2 separate regions of the Dromaius novaehollandiae genome follow, and region 2 is linked to region 1. The links are chromatin contacts, called in public Hi-C maps. All regions are on one chromosome and are shown on one strand. The core of a region is the stretch at or near the end of the contact, and the rest is flanking DNA. Distances in the headings are between cores, read along the strand shown. Region 1 holds the start of PPP1R9A (protein phosphatase 1 regulatory subunit 9A). Region 2 holds the start of ASB4 (ankyrin repeat and SOCS box containing 4).

Evidence for each region. Hi-C and Micro-C count contacts between places; a contact is called where the count stands out from the background.
Region 2: a Hi-C map of liver shows a contact between it and region 1, with 7 times the contacts expected there. The contact joins the promoter of ASB4 here to the promoter of PPP1R9A in region 1. A contact is called at or near these places in 2 of 4 Hi-C or Micro-C datasets (brain and liver).

Annotation. Positions count from the first base shown.
Region 1 is chr2:27,869,631-27,872,157 of bDroNov1.hap1, reverse strand. PPP1R9A (protein phosphatase 1 regulatory subunit 9A) reads right to left here and starts at 1,260. Exons shown (of 20, transcript XM_064506081.1): 1 at 887-1,260.
Region 2 is chr2:28,059,247-28,061,773 of bDroNov1.hap1, reverse strand. ASB4 (ankyrin repeat and SOCS box containing 4) reads right to left here and starts at 1,265. Exons shown (of 5, transcript XM_026098795.2): 1 at 1,052-1,265. The coding sequence starts at 1,265.

The DNA of each region.
Region 1 (2,527 bases), core at 11-2,510:
TCGGCTCCCAGCCCCGCGGCTCCGGGGACTGCGCACCGCCGGGGCGGGCGGCGCCGCACGGCGAACGAGGCCGCCCTGCGCCCGCTGGGCGCCGCAAGCAAGCGCGGGGCGGACGCGCACACGCACATACACCCGCACGGCGAAGCCACATCACGTTGGGCGATGCGGCAGGACGCCCCGGGAAACGCGCCCGGCCGCGCCGCGCCGCGCCGCGCCGAGGGGCGGCGGCGGGAGCGGGGCGCGCGGCCCCCAACGGCCGCGGGCGGTTGGGAGAGGCACGCGCCAACGGCCGGAGCGCAGCCGAGCGGTCCCGCCTACCTGCGCGAGCGACCCCCGCGCCCCCTCCCCGCCCTGCCGGCGGCTCTCGGGGAAGGACGCGGGAGGACACGAAGTTCAGCGGGGCGGGCAGCGCCGGGGCCGCGCGGCGCGCAGGCGGGAAGGCGCGGGCCGCGGGCGGCAGGCAGCACCTCGCGGCGGGCGCAGCCGCGGCTCGGCCGGGCCCGGCGGGCGCCAGGGAACAAAAGCGGCTCGCGGCGGCTCCCCCGCGCTCTGCCCGCGGCGCGCGCGCTTCCTTACCCCGCCGCGCCGCCCGCCTCAGCGCGGCCGCCGGCTGCTCGGCGCCTCCGTGGAGAACGGCCGCTGCCGCCGCCCGCCTGACAGGAGGCGGCAACCGCCGCGGCGCCTCAACGCCATTGCAGGCGGCGGCGGCGGCTGGGGCACCGACACGGGTCCGCGCGCACACCCGTGGCGCGGCGCGGCACGGCACGGCACGGCACGGGGGAGGAGAGCCGCCGCGCCGCGCCCCGCCGCAGCCCCGCTCCCGCCCGCCGCCCGCCCCCTCCGGCACGGCGCGGCCGCCGCCAGCCGGCGGTGACAGGTGCCTCACCTCCTCGGCGAGCCGCAATGGTCTGCTCCGCCGGGGGCGGGCGGCGCGGCGGGCCGCGCTCCCGCCGCAGCCCGGCCCGAGGCGGGCGGCGCGGAGCGGCAGAGGCCGGGCCCGGCCCGGCGAGCCCGCTCCGCTCCGCTCCGCCCCGCCGCGCCCCGGGCGCCGCCTGCCCGCGGGCCGCAGCGCCCGGCGGCCGCAGCCCGGGAACGGCGGGTTCTCCCGCAGCCGGAGGAAGCGGCTCGGTAACCAGGTCCGCGCCGCGGGCGCTCGCCGCCTGCTGCCGCTGCCCGCGAGCTGCGGGCGTGCGCGGCGGGGCGGCTCGGCCGGAGCGGGGCGCGGGGCCGGCGGCGGCGAGGCAGCGCGGGGGCGGCGCAGCGCCGAGGCGCCGCGACTCCGCCGCGGAGCGGGGCTTGCAGGCTCCCTCCCCCGCTCTCAAAAAATAAACATTTAACGCAGCCTACGTGGAAGAGCAATGCACTGGTAACGGATCCCGACAAACCGCGCAGCAACTCTCTTAAACGTGACTTGCTCTGGCGATCGCAGAAAGGGAAGATGCAGGACGGCAGGAGATCGCTGTACCTGTACAGCCATCTCCCGGCTTTCTCCCATTGCCTGTTAGCTGGGTGAATTTGCCACAAAAATGTTTGGGCTCTATACTGTGAGTGCGAAAAATTAACTGCAGAACGTGACATCTCTAAGTAATTTGTAAATCTGGCAAGCCTAGGAGCTAATGACTGTTAATCACACAGCAACTTCGAAGCAAAGTTCATTAAACTAATTGCATAAACGTCCAAGAAATGGCCTGGGGATGTAGATTGCAAATACTGAAAAATAATGATTCGGTATACAGAATCAAGATACAAGTGACTGAAAATAAAGATATAAGGTATACAACTTTACAAACTTAATTCATTAGTTTTAGTGAGACTGAAGCAAGTGTACCATACACCATTCTAAATATTTGCAGATGTCAGTCTTCGGTTAATCTCATCTGCACCAAGGGTACACAACTCAAAATATTTGCCTCAGTAGAGTTTAAATATCTAGCACATTAATACTGACTAGGAAAAAAAAGTCTTTTGAAACAGGTTGAAAAAAGAATATTTCAATAAGAATATATGCTAAAGGGCAGAAACAGAAGCGAGGACATTTAAACAGTGTTTTTTCCACTGCTGGTAATGAGCCTTGCATAGCTTCCACTCAGGCTACTGCCAGGTGAGGCTCGCAGCACCGGGAGAGATGGGGGGCGGGGGGGCGGGGGGGGGCTCTGAATGCCCTAAAGGCTGCTGAGCGTGACCATGCCAAAGCACTCCAGCACAGCAGGGAGGAAGGGAGATCAGAAGAGGTAAGTAATGGCTGAGGCTATAGATACCCGAACTTCAAAAGCAGTTGCAGAAAAGCTTCACTTCTGAGACGATAGCCAAAAGTAGAAGGATGAGGGAACAACTGCTTCACAGCTTCTTCTGCTGAGGAGTCCTACAGCTGGTTCCCTGCGCGAGGACTAGAAAGACTACAACTAACCAGGATATTCACTATTGCATTGTAAACATCAAATAGCACACCAGATCTGAGGCCCAGCGTATTTGACAGTGTCCTTCTATTGGTATGGTTTTGTAGAAATAAAACCATAAGAATACTTAA
Region 2 (2,527 bases), core at 16-2,515, 190 kb before region 1:
ACTGAGTGTGTTAGTTCAGACTCGCTCACCAAGGAAAAGAGCCAGGACTGCATCATCCTCACCCTTATGAAATCAAAAGAGCAGAAGCTAGTTGTTAAATGACAGGTAAACACAGCAAATGAGAAGAGGTGGGATGGTTGTCCCTTCTTTAGGGCACAGAAAAAAAGTGTATTTGTTGTGCTGCTGGGACTGGAGGTGTTTATCTCCATGTGTGCTTAATTTCTGGCAAAGGCTGATGGTTAGGGTTTTTTTTAGATTCACAGGAAGAATCTGTTGGCAAGTAAATAATGAAGCATGCTGATTTTAATGGAGACCAAACTTATTTTATCACTTTGAGCTGTAAAGTGATAAAAGTTTTTAGAAACTCAGCCAGTATCTGGCTGAGAACAGGTTTGTTTTTCTATACTCTGGAAAAGCTGAGATGTCTTTCCTGGTCGTGCCCCTCCATGGTATTTTTACAAATGGTTTGTTCTGATTTGATAGACACAATAGCACACCTCACTTTGAAAACTGCATCTCCCATTCAGCAACATTCAAGGTCCACAGGACTTCCTGAGGACTGAGCTAAGGACAAGTCACTGTAGTACTCTCTTAAACTGAAAATGGAGGACACTGAACATTTTACGTTTTTCAATGGTCTGTTTATGTGACATACCAGGTACGTGTCAGAAATTTATATATCGTGTTTAGCTGCGTGGTCTATTCTGGGCTTTGCACCTGAGTTCATGTGAGGAAAGGCAAAAGACCCCTCTTTCTAGCCTTCCCTGAACCAGCAACACAGAAGCTTGGTTGGGTCTCCGGCCTGCCCTTGGCTGAGCCCACGGATCCGGCCAGCAACCTCCTCTCCGGCGGCGCCCGCGCAGTGCAGGAGGTAGCCCCGGCTGCCACCTCCTCCACGGAGGAGGGCACAGGCTCCTCCTCGGCTCTCAGTATAAAACTACTGCAATTTTACAGCCTGTCAATCGACAAGCATGGTAGGGTCTGAAGGGACAAATGGCCACAGTTTCTTCTAAATTACTCAAACCCATCTACTTCCTGCCGTTGTGTTTACCTTGTTTGTAGGAGGCCAGAATCAAGTTTTCGTCTTCCACTTCAAAGACTGTGTCCACGTCTATTTTCTTCTGGCTCAAGAGCTCTTCCAGTGTTTCATAGTCATTTGATTTCAGGGCTTCAAGAAAAGCTTTTTTAACCAACTTGGCAGCTGCTGCTCGAGTCATTCTCCCCTCCGTATTCTCCCCTTCTTGGTACGTCTCCTCCAGCTCCATTTCCAAATGTATTTGTTTGTGCAGTGAAGAGGGGCGCACTGAGGTCCTAGAGCAGAATTGCATGCTGAAGTTCCTGGAGACCAGAAGGTAATTTTATCACTAAGTCATGCTGATCTGCTTGTTCTATTTATATAAGGAGCATTTCAAGCATTGAAATGCCACTCTTGGATATCACCACACTCTTTTTATGAAAGCGGGGACAGACACACTAGCAATAACACCAAAATAAGAATGATCTTTATGGGTTTTATATACCTCAAGCTTCATTAAGCACATGGTTACCCTCTGCTCCTGCCATACACTCACATTAAAAGACAGTAGTCCTGGGCAGGAGAAACACTCATGTTTCTTTTCATGGTTACCATTGCTGATTACTTCAGCGAGAGGTGATGGTCTCTCTGCAGATGCCTTTTAACTAGCACATTTAACAAAAAGGTGCTCTTCCTGGGGGAGGCTGCTCACTCTTTCCCAGGACAGTGCTAGGCACATCAGTCCTGATTACGTTCCTGCAGCCATCAGGCAGGCCTCCAAAGCAGCACCCCTGCCATGGAGGTCTCAGAGATGCCCTGACCCGCAAAGCCACTAGGGATCACCCTATCTAGCCCAAACTCGTGCATAACATCCTGAGCGGCAGGATTTCCCTAGACTCACAGGTGCCAGGAGGCCATGTGGCTCCATTGTCTCTTCTTACTCCCTCTCCATCGTCTAAATTACCCTTCATCTAAATTGAGAGCCCCTCTCTCTCCCTCACAACCCCATCACCCACTGAATGGTTACCCCTACCTCCGTTTTTGTTCTTCCATGTGCCCTGCCAGCCCTGTCCCTGTCCGTGGGCCAGCAGCAGTGTGTGAGGATGCATGCAAACCCACACCTGGCCACTGTGAGTGCTGCCATGCACCATGCACAAGCGGTTCACACAGCCCTGATGGCATCTGCACCCACTTGGGCTCCTGGTGAGACCACAGCTAGTAGGAGACTTCACACTCTTGATAAATGGGCTGGCATCGCAACCAATAAGAAGATATTTTCATGCTTATTCTTCCTGACCTCCTGCAACTTCAGCTGCCAAGTGGGCTGATGAGGAGATGTGAATCAGGTCATATCAGAAGTCGTGGCAGCCCCTGTGCTCCTTGGGTTTCCAGGGGCCAGTCTTCTGAGCCAGCCCCGCGAGGATTTGCAGGGCATCCGTCCATGGCAATGCTCCCCAGGTCCATGCTAGGGCAAGTGTGCCATAGAAATGTTACAGAACAATTCATGGAGAA